Regions from separate parts of the Triticum aestivum genome. Here region 1 is linked to region 2. The links are chromatin contacts, called in public Hi-C maps. All regions are on one chromosome and are shown on one strand. Each heading gives the region's core, a stretch centred on a gene start, on an enhancer-like site or on the middle of the called end of the contact. The rest is flanking DNA. Distances are from core to core; before and after follow the strand shown. Region 1 holds the start of LOC123043210 (putative disease resistance protein RGA3). Region 2 holds the start of LOC123043209 (exocyst complex component EXO70A1).

Evidence for each region. A called contact is a pair of places that touch in the nucleus more often than the background predicts.
Region 1: a contact with region 2 is called in a Hi-C map of leaf, with 5 times the contacts expected there. The contact joins the promoter of LOC123043210 here to the promoter of LOC123043209 in region 2. A contact is called at or near these places in 3 of 5 Hi-C or Micro-C datasets (all in leaf) and 1 of 1 datasets of contacts at active chromatin or transcription factors (leaf).

Annotation. Positions count from the first base shown.
Region 1 is chr2B:24,827,357-24,833,115 of IWGSC CS RefSeq v2.1, reverse strand. LOC123043210 (putative disease resistance protein RGA3) reads left to right here and starts at 1,250. Exons shown (of 1, transcript XM_044465586.1): 1 at 1,250-4,859. The coding sequence starts at 1,557. The coding sequence ends at 4,751.
Region 2 is chr2B:24,665,713-24,671,404 of IWGSC CS RefSeq v2.1, reverse strand. It overlaps LOC123043209 (exocyst complex component EXO70A1), which reads left to right and starts at 3,448. Exons shown (of 3, transcript XM_044465585.1): 1 at 3,448-3,593; 2 at 3,823-4,517. The coding sequence starts at 4,111.

The DNA.
Region 1 (5,759 bases), core at 1-2,500, 160 kb before region 2:
GCGTCTTCTCCGTGTGAGGGCGCGCGCGATCTGCTGCAGCGCGAAATTCCTGGGAACGGCTCCCACGGCTGGACGAAGCGATCGGCTCATGCTCTGCCTGATTGCTCCGTGGCCTGCCCTTCCCGCTGATGCATGGCTGCAGTGCCGCTCCGTGGCCTGCAGTGACGCCTGGCCTGGCCCTGTAGCCGCCGAGACACATGAGCTGCCGAGTGTGGCACATGTAGTGGCAGAGACAGTGGGGACCAGCAGGGGCCTGACCCCCCTAACATCTCTGATTGTCTCTGATTTAAGGCTAATATCCATGTCAGTAGTGCTTAAGTGATGTGTAAAATGAAGCATTTTTTATGAGTCGGCCGTCCCCAACAGGACTTTACAGCCCTGCGCGATGACAGCGAACACAAAGCGTGGCGATGGTGGATACCACGAGCGCCACAGATTACGACGAGGCCTCCCTACCAATCCTGCTATATGGTGCTCAACATTTGCAAAAAAGGGCCTCATATACTATGTCAAAAACAAAAGAACCCTCACTCCACTCTTTCCTCTCCCATCATTGAGGTGGTGTTTGGTTTTCTAGTCCTAGGACTTTTTCTAGTCCTTAGGACTTTTTGAAAAAAAACTCTCAAGAAGGTGCTTCAAAAAAAAAGCAAAAAGTCTTAAAGAGGTCCCCCCTGTTTGGTTTGCTAGGAACTTTTTTTAGTCCCAACACAAAAAAGTCCCTGAAACCAAACACCCCCTGAGTCTCACAAAGTTGAGTCACTTACTTTGGGACGGAGGATGTATTTATTACGTACTTTCTTCAAACATAAATATAGTCATATATGTTGAATCATTCCTCTGAATTTAATTTGTTTTTTCTTTTACCACCTTTTTTGTTTTGACAACATGTTCAAAACAAGATCAATGTTGAGTATATTTTTCAAATTTATTACTATTATTATTTTCAAAAGTAACTGTAACATTTATATGTTCATGCACTTGCTTAAACTAAATCTCAAGTGAAGTTTCAAAAAGCAAAATAACAATAATCAAAAAACATTTTCGACATGGATCTTGTTTCAAAGATCTCATCAAGACAAAGTTGAAAATGAAAACAAATTCAAAACTGAACATTTGGTTCAAAATATATGACCATTTTCCTTTGTGTTTGGGTCAAAAAATTAAACACAAAAATTTATTGATGGGAGAATGCGATGTGAAGTGCGGGTAAACATCTTGTAGTCCGACGTATGGCGAAATCTGACCCGTTGCATTTTTACATCTAATAATGGGCCAAAAGCTATTGATAGATGCACCTGGTGCCGGCCTGACCGAGCGGTGACTTCAAAACCAACGGACGGGCACGATCCCGCGGTACGCACGCGTAAACCGCGCAAAATCCCTTCTCCGCTAGCTCAGCTTCATTCCCCCGCATGAGTGGTCTCTTGATTAAATAAGTTAGCAGTTAGAGTAGCTACTTAAATCACGTCGGGCAAGCCTATAGCTAGCTAGCCAGGTTCGATCGATCCTTGGGCCGGCACGGCTTTGTCGTCAAGGCATCAGCAGAGTGCGTAGCCATGCCGGCCGGCACGCTGCTGGTGGTTGGTGGGTGGGTATTCTCGCCGATCATCAAGGAGCTCATCGGCGAGGCCAGATCCTTGGTGAGCAGCAAGTACTCGAGCTTCAAACATCTGGCCAAGCACCTCGAACAGCTTGTTGATGTCCTGGACCAGATGACCACGACCATCGAGGCCGTCCAGCAGCAGGCTCAACGGCGGCGCTCCGACGAGGACGTCTCCGCCGGCGGCGGGATGGCTAGCTGGGTGGGCCGGCTGGTCGACGCCATCCACGATGTGGAGTCCGTCCTGGACGTCTTCACCTACGACGACATCGTCATGTCCAACTTGCGCGACAACAAGCTTGCTCAGGTTGCTCACTCCGCGGCCAGAGCCGGCCGACGGCTGATCGGCAGGGACAAGGCGTTCAACCGGCTCAAGAAACTCCTGGACGAGCTTCCGCTTATCCAGCAGAGCTTGCGGGATCTCGCCCAGCTGCCGCGGATCGACTCCGGCGGCAGCCGGGGCCGAGGCCGAGGATACTCGCGCTCCGTGTCACGAAAGGCGACTGGCCCGCTGCTACCGGGGGCGACGGGCCAAGAACTGTTCGTGGGGTACGAGCAGGAGTATGGCCGGCTCGTCTCGGCCCTGCTCAACAACGTCAGCGACCAGCCCAGTAGCAGCAGCAGCAACAAGAATGTCGTGGCGGTCATCGGCCACAGCGGCATCGGGAAGACCATGATCGCTCGGCGGGCATGGCATGACAAGAGAATCAACGGGGACAACAACAAGCACTTCGATCTGATGGTGTGGGCGAGCGTTCGATGCATGTTCACCGAGACCGAGCTGCTGGCCGAGATATGGAGGTCCATCCCCGGATCAAGCGGCGTCGACGAGAAATGCGCCGCCGCGGGGATGAGCTTCGGCGTGCTACAGCAGGCGATCCGCGGGCTGGTCGGCTCCAGGAGGTGCCTGCTCGTGCTCGACGACGTGTGCAACGACGAGTCCGGCCGTGACTGGACGGAGAAGATGAGGACAACTTGGGAGGACGTATTAGCCCCGTTCCGGGACGGAGGCAACGGGAGCAGGATCCTGATGACGTGCCGAGCTACCATCTGCGCCAAGGTGCTCGATGCCGGCACCAGGATCCCGCTGAATGGGCTCGGCGCCGACGACCTCGTCCTGGTGCTCAAGAAAACCGCCTTCGGTGACGCCCATAAAGAAACTCCGGTTCTCGACGGTGTGATCAGGAGTGTCGCGGAGCAGCTGAGGGGCTCGCCATCGGCGGCGAAAACTATCGTCGGCATGGTGAGGAACAAACAACGGAAGAAAGACTGGAAGAAACTATTGGAGAAGGTAGGATCATGGTACGCCGGTGAGGCTCCTCTTGCTGGCGCCGCCTACGAGTCCAGCCTGCGGTCTTGCTTGAAATTTTGCAGCATGTTCCCCGACAAATGGGAGTTCGAGCCTGAAACGTTGGTCAAGATGTGGATTGCACATGGCATCATCCGCGGTGACCACGCCCAGAGCATGGAGGATGTCGGGAGAGAATACGTCAGAGCGCTGCAGGAAAGGTCCGTGCTCAAAACCATATACAGGGATGGCAGAGCGACCTGCTTTGCCATCAATGAGCAGGTGTCAGTCTGCGCGGCCGGGTTCTTCAGATTAAGCAACGATGATCTTGTAAGAAGAAGGGGTAGCATCCCGGCAAGTGTTCGACACCTATCCCTGACCGGCGGAGGTTGCCTTGCCCTAGCACAGCTCAAGGATAACCCTGTGCTGAAGAAGCTGCGGACACTGTTAATCTTCGATGATGGCCACTCAAGCTCGGGCACTGCTGTTTCCGCCATTGACAACCATGTACTGAAGCAGCTCAAGGCCGTTAGAGTGCTCGACTTTGCCGGCACACGCATCACCGAGTTGCCGAAAGGCGTCGGTAAGCTGAAGCATCTGCGGTACCTAGGCCTGCCTGACTCTGTCAGGGGCCTTCCTGCTACTGTTACCAAGCTGCTGCACCTGCAGACACTGTCTCTCGGCAAAGACTGCAAGCTTGATGGGGACCATGGGTTCCCGGGTGATGGCATGAGCAACTTGGTGAACCTGCGGCATCTCGACATGGACATGAAGTACGTTGCCATGATACGTCGCATCGGGAGGCTGGAGAAACTCCAGGGATCAGTAGAGTTCTGCGCCGACAGGGGAAGGGGGCATGGCATGGAAGAGCTCGCAGGCATCCACTCCATCCGCGGCACGCTCACCGTGAAGGGGCTTCAGGCCGTCGCTAACAAAGAAGAAGCTCAGAAGGCTCAGCTTGGGAATAAAGAATCTCTCAAGGCCCTGAAGCTGGAATGGGAGCCCCCAAAGCTGGGGGACCGGCGAACTTGTTCCACCACCACGGACTCACATGAGCAAGTTCTCGAGGGGCTCCAGCCTAACGGTAGGATCGAGGAGCTGCAAATCCAGAGGTACCAGGGCGCATCGTCGCCTAGCTGGCTGGAGAGCAACCTGCTGACGAGCCTGAGCCACCTGCATCTCGTAAACTGCAGGAAGTGGCGGGTGCTGCCATGCCTGAGCCAGCTTCCTGACCTCAGAGTCCTGCACATCAAAGAAATGTACGCCATTGCTCGGATCGACCACAGGTTGTACGGCTCCGGCGTGCTCCAGTCGCTTGAGAAACTGGTGCTGAATGACATGCCCAGTTTGGTGGAGTGGAGCGCCGAATCGAGCGACCGCGCGTTTCCTCGCCTCCAGGAGATACTCATCCTCAACTGCCCCAAACTGGCGAAGCTGCCCCGTGTGCCGGCCACCGTGAAGAAGATGAGGATAGAGAAGGACAGCAGCTCCTACTACCTGGACATGGCCTTCTCCCCCAAATCCAGCTCCTTCACGCTGGACGTCCACGGGGAGGCCGTCCAGCTGCTGCACCAGGACTTGCTGCACCGAGATCACGCGCTGGCGGTCAGCGCCTTGAGCATCAGCAAGTACGCAGGGGAGTCGACGGACGTGAACGTCAAGCTCCTCTCTTCAGTGCGGAGCCTCTCGCTGAGCCGATGCGTCGTGACGAACAGCCTCCTGGGGGTGTTGTTCCAGAACTTGCAGTCCCTGGAGAAACTGCAGATATCGGACTGCGGCGACTTCCGTGAGTTCCGGGAGGTCGCCAGGCCGCCGTCGTTGAAATCCATCGAGGTGAATGGAGAAGCTGCGTGGCAGCGCTAGGATCTGTTCCATGCACAGGGTACACATTTGCTGATCGACTTTTACTTTTTAGTGTGCTATAGTACTTTGGTTCATTGCGTTGCAATTGCAACTGATCTATTTTCTTTAGGATCAACTGATCCATTTCTTTGAGAAGCCAAATTTTCTTTTTGGAACATGCAAGACACGATTATCCGCACATTTAGGAACAGCTCGCCTTTATAAAAATGAGACCAACCCAAAAGCTAACCCTCGATTTGACATTTATTTATAGGAGTTCTGTGCTGAAGGTAAAACAAAGAAATCGATTAACAAAGTAGGAGTAGAAACTATCCCCATATTGGTCTTGCTTTGAAGGGTTCGCTAGAAGAAACACAAGGGACTAAACTACTATTCCGCATTTAGCACCAACCGCGCGACGCGCGTTGCCGGTTCCAAGTCAGTCAACTGCACCAACGGCTGGGGCTTTCTCAAAAACAAAAGAGGGTGACTAGCGGATGGGAGGTTGTCGGGCCCTATAGATATTTCCCGTTGAATTTTATACCAGAAGGGGCCAAACTGAAGAGACGGGGACAAAGCGGCTCGAAAGCGCCATGCACGCGCTTTCCAGCGGTACTACTCTACTACTGTATACTTGTTTCTTCCGACCATCTTATCTCTCCACGGTTTGATTTGGCCTTGATCGATCGTCCGTGCCTGCAGCTGACCGGCGGCATCCCATGAATCTGTCTGCGCTGCGCTGGATCCCATGGGTACGCAATCAAATGGAGGCAGGATGCGCCATTCTTGGCCAAATCACCGTGTTTGATCGCGGGGGACTCAAGTTGATTTTTTTTTTGCATGATCTAAGAGCAACTTTGGGCCGACCCAAATGGACGGCGATTTTGTCCGTTTTTTGTCCATTTAGGCCGGCCACCCGCCCGGCGTCCGCCCTGTTTAAAATTTGGGTCGCACTGATCCATATTTACCCGCGTGGCCGGCTGGCCGCCCTATTTCAACAAATAGCTCATTTTTGCATTGCTTTTGCAT
Region 2 (5,692 bases), core at 2,199-4,698:
ACTGTCCCCACACCGTCATGCTGACAAAACTCTCCCTCGGCCTCAGCTGGATCTAGAGTTCAAGGGACGTCACCGAGTTGAACGTGTGCAGATCGCTGAGGTGCCGTGAGTTCGGTACTTGATCGGTTGGATCGCGAACACGTTCGACTACATCAACCGCATTACATAACGCTTCCTCTTTCGATCTACGAGGGTACATGGACAGACTCTCCCCACCCCACCCCCCCCGTTGCTATGCATCACCTAGATAGATCTTGTGTGATCGTAGGATTTTTTTTTAAATTACTGCGTTCCCCAACAGATCACACAACTCTTTGGGTGCTAATCACATAGCGGTGTGAACTAGATTATTGACTCTAGTAAACCCTTTGGGTGTTGGTCACATGGCGATGTGAACTATGGGTGTTGATCACATACAGATGTGAATTATTGGTATTAAACCACATGGCGATGTGAACTAGATTATTGACTCTAGTGCAAGTGGGAGACTGAAGGAAATATGCCCTAGAGGCAATAATAAAGCTCTTATTTATTTCCTTATTTCATGATATAATGTTTATTATTCATGCTAGAATTGTATTAACCGAAAACTTAGTACATGTGTGAATACATAGACAAAACATATTGTTCCTAGTATGCCTCTACTAGACTAGCTCTACTAGACTAACTTAAACCGAACCATATGTTTCTTGCGTCACCTGCAAAGTCCCCCACGTTCTCTTGATTTTTCTCCACTGCGACCCGTCAGCGGATGCTCTCAACTTTCCGTCTTTCTTACGGTTCTCTTTGTGCCCTTAATGTACTCGGAGGTGCGTCTGTCACCGTACATCTATTGCCGGTTCAACTGCGTGCATTATATATAATTAAGTGTGTTAAAAACCATTACAGAACATGATGAATAGAGAAGTGACCAAATTAATAAAAGTTCATCATCACATTAAACCCAAAGTACAGTAGTGATCAAATGTTATTACTGAAAAAATAAATACATAAAGTTCATACATAGTTCTCATTGAACAACATATAGCCCTCTAGAGCATCTAATTAAACCATACATTGAAACTATGTAAAACATTTCAATGCAACAACAAATGCGATCATAATCGCAACTAAGGTAACAATTGATCCAATGGCATAATGGTACCAAGCCTCAATATGAATGGCATATTTTCTAATCTTTCTAATCTTCAAGCGCATTGCATCCATCTTGATCTTGTGATCATCGACGACATCCGCAACATGCAACTCCAATTTCATCTTCTCCTTCTCAATTCTTTTCAATTTTTCTTCAAGTATTTGTTTTCTTTTTCAACTAAATTTAACCTCTCGACAAGAGGCTCGGTTGGAATTTCCGGTTCACATATCTCCTAGATAAAAACATCTATGTCACATTGGTCGGCATAATTGTCATAAACACTAAATGAAACAAATAGTTATAAAAGATAATATATATATCACATTCGAATCATAGACAAGACGAGGGCCGATGGGTGCGGATACCAAAACCATCGCACTATATAATAACAAACAATAATAAAAGTAAGAAAATTATAGAAGAATTTTTTATTTTAGAAAGAAGATAAGAACAAGGGGCTCATCACGATGGTGTCGACGACGAGATCGGCGCGGGCGATCGACGGCGGTGAGGACGGGGACGGGATAGGACGGACCACCAAACCTAGACAAATCTTGAGGAAAATGGAGTTTGCACACGGAGCTTGGAGAGGAGAAAGCTTAAGTGTGGCTCGGGCATTTCATCGAACACATCATGTGCATAGGAGGTGAGCTAGAGCAACACACACCTCTCCCACGACCGGCCAAAAAAACAGAGCAGTGGCTCTGTTCGCGGGCAGGGGCGGGGGTATATATAGGGATCTCTTTAGTCTCGGTTGGTGGCTAAAACTGAGACTAAAGGACAACATTTGGTCCCGGTTCCAGACACCAACTGGGACTAAAGGTGTTGGGCCAGGAGCGAGGCCCATTGGTCCTGGTTCGTGTCTGGAACCGGGACCAAAGGGGTCAGACGAACCGGGACCAATGGCCCCCGAGGCCCGGCCGACGCCCTGGCCTCACGAACCGGGACTGATGCACCCTTTGGTCCCGGTTCGTGAGTGAACCGGGATTAATTTCCTTACCCAGGCCTCAATCAAAGTCCTTCTTTCTACTAGTGCATGATTACTGACATAAGTGCAGCACATGTCTCCCCTCGCAATAACTACAAACAGATGGCTCAAATTAGGGTTGGGCTATGGGTACTGTACAAGATAAACTTTATGGAGCAAGTGCAAAAGATGACCAATACTACAAATGACAAGGTACAACATGTTCAGCTTCTGGACCAAGATAACAGACAACCATAGTTCATGGCAAGAACAATTCTCGCAAGGAAGGAACAGAGCCAAAGCCCTTCAATGACCTTGGATCCGAGTGAACCCTAAATCCCTGGGGTACTGTAAATGCTCTTGTTCTTTTGTCTGTATACTGTAAATGCTTACTCTTGTTCTTTTGTCTGTGTACTGTAAATGCAAAACAGTGCCTTGAGAACTTATGGTAGAAAATAAACACAGAAATCACGAACATAGTTTATCACGTGTGAACTTGCTCTTTCACGGCCAAGATAGCATGTTACCTACGGGTAACTAGATCAGAGATCGAAACCCAGGGTAATGTGTCTTTTTTTTATATATAGAAAAGAGCAAGTGCCAGACTAAAACAAGTAGAGTAATCACCCCAAGATAATAGCAGATGAGCAAAGACAAAGCAGTGCAAGACAAAGATCCGAATCACCACAGGGTAAGAGAGCAAGTCTAAGTCGCCGGATGGTAGATCTTAAACCCCTAGCACTTGTGAGCTAAATCAGAAATAAGAAGAAAAGAATGACCACCTCCATGCCAAAAACTCGAACTGGTTAGGTGAGTGCTGAACTTGTTTACAGCAGCTACAGCAACTGCCATGGCCTCAACGACCACTGGTGAACAGTACGTGTACAAGAAAAAATCCAAAAATTAAAACACACCCAATATTGGTCTTGTTCCAAAGGTTTCGTGCCCGCGAACACGATTGTTGGGACGGCTCGCGATTCCGGCGTCCGGTTCAGAAGGTAGCGTTTTTAGCTTCGTACTTAGGAATTGGCATCGGTGATGCCGTTTTCAGACATGAGCGTCACGGCCAAGGGGCCCGCACGGCTCGATCGCAGAAAAAGGAGGGCGTAGATATCGCTCAAAAGGCAAACAACGCCCACTCTCGTTTCGAGCCACTGACTGACTCCTGGGCCCCTGTCGTGTCCTACTTGTCTTCCTGTTCTCTCTACCGCATCCGGCTTGGCTGCTCCCTCCCCCCATTGCCTGCTCCCAGGACTCAAAAATAGAAATATGGACTCAAAAATAGAAATATAGAGTATATATATATATATATATATATATATATATATATATATATATTCCATCGCCCGCCGCCCACACGCCTCGCTCCCTTCTCGCCGTGGGTGCACCACCCCTCCTCCTCCTCTCTCTCGGTCTCGGAGCGCCGTCGCGAGCGATTCCGTCCCGGAGGCGCAGCCCCGCAGATACGGGGCCGGGAGCACCGATTTGGAGGTACCGGTTCCGCCCTCACTCCCCGCTCCCCCCGTTCGTCGCTACCATTCCTGGTTTTCTTGGGGGGATTTTTCGGTTTTGGGCTAGCTTTGGGGGTCTGGAACCTGAAGCTCTCGCCCGCTTATCAAATCTAGCGCAGGATCCGTCGGATCTGCCATTCCGGGGCTAGTCGCGTCGGTTGATCCATCTTGTTCTTATAGTAAGATTTTCTCCGAATTTTCTGTCTCAGGGCACGCTGGGCTGCGGCGAGGATCGATCGCCGGGGCGCATGTACGGGCAGCGCCACAGCGGGCTGCCCATGGGCGACGACGGAGCAGCATCCTGATGCCCCTGCTGCTGCTGCTTGGTGTTCACTAGCCCTTGTATGGCCCTTCTTGGTGCTGCCCTCTTACCACGCTGCAAAGATCACAGCCTGCAGCTGCTGCTGCTGCTTGCGCCGCCGCCACCGTCGCCGCCGCTTCTTTCTCTTGCTCTACTTGGTTATCCGAAAGCTCAGTGAACCAGGCTAGCTGTTGCAATGCAACGTCCTGGAGAGGAAATTTGCAGGCTCAAGCTATGGGACAAGGGCCAGGTGTTTGCTGCTACCGAGAACCTCCAAAGGTCCATTGAGCAGACCCCCTACTCGATCCAGGCAGACACCATCGTCTGCTGTTTCTCCCTCAGCAGGTGCCACTCCCAAAGCAGCAGCTATGACGGTTATGCATCTAGTGATGGCGGCGACAATCCAACTCCAACCAGCAGCAACGTGCGGCAGCTTCACTATCCGTCACATGCCCACATGGACCCTGGGCATGTCCAGCTTATCTTACCAGGCTCTATGACCCTCCTAGAGGATATTTTCCACAATTATGAAGTGACATTCGGGCCTGGCTACAAGGAAATTCTACTCCAAGCCTTCTCGGCCAACTCAGACAAATTGTGCAGGTAAATCCACAACTCTGTTTTGTTATTCATTTTTCTTCTTCTTACTGTTATGACATCGTGATGGAATAACATGGCGTTTGTCATGATTCAGACATGAGTAGAGTTTCTTGAACTGAATTTGTTTGGGAATGACAGCTAGTAAAAAGTTCAGGGAAGATTGAGTACATAGATATAATAGACTGGGACCGCCATTATACAACACAACTTGGAAGCAAAGAGTAACAGCCTGACATAGACTAGATTCCCAAGATGCGCTTTCCCCTGTTCCTTCAGTAAGGCCATTTGTTTTTGTTAAATTGTTCCCTGTTTTGAATTTTGTTATGCACTGTTTCCTGCAGGAATATATTCACTTTTTGTGCATTTTCCCCAATGCATAATATGGTATGTCGATTTAGTATTTTAACAGCTGTGCTTCTCTGGGGCCTAACAGATCAAATATCCCAGTTGAGTGCTTGCGTTTTTGTCCCAAAATTAGAAACACCAAGTCCTCCATTCTCGTTATGGCCACACGTCAGTGTCCTTTTAGTGACCGTGTATGTCTTCTCCTACTTTGAAACTCCCATGTATATCATGTCAACTCACGGGCTAGTTCTATGAAACGATGCATTATCTAAACCCCTCTGGAAATAAATTGTTTGTGACAATTTCCACAAATGATGAATATAGAGACTTGGATATAAACTCCTTAAAGTTTAATTATTCCACATTACAGTTTGTGCCTCGATTAGTTGGCACCAATCTTAAATTCAGCCGTATATGATCCTGCAGAAATTTGTCATATAGTTGTAAGAGTATGTCCACACATGAGCTACCAAATTGTCTCTCTCAGAAAAAAAGGCTACCAAATTATCTGTTTCATGTTCGGTTATTCCTCTGCCGAGATGCATCTGGGAAGTGATCCAAGTTGGTAACTAAAAAGTGCCATGTAATGATTTAATAATGTACATAGACAGGCAATCTAAGATGAAATGTGACAACGAGTGAATGAGTGATGTTGTTGTATTGTTAATTAAAGATCGCCTAATAGCTGCCAGGTCATTTTAAATGTGGAAGGATAGTTCTTGCATTTGTTCACTTCCCCAGTAAGTCAAAGTTCTGCAGTAAACAGAAAGCACATCGGTTAATGTATTTGACAATATAACTACAACTGTTGGGTACAAATAATATTCAGATGT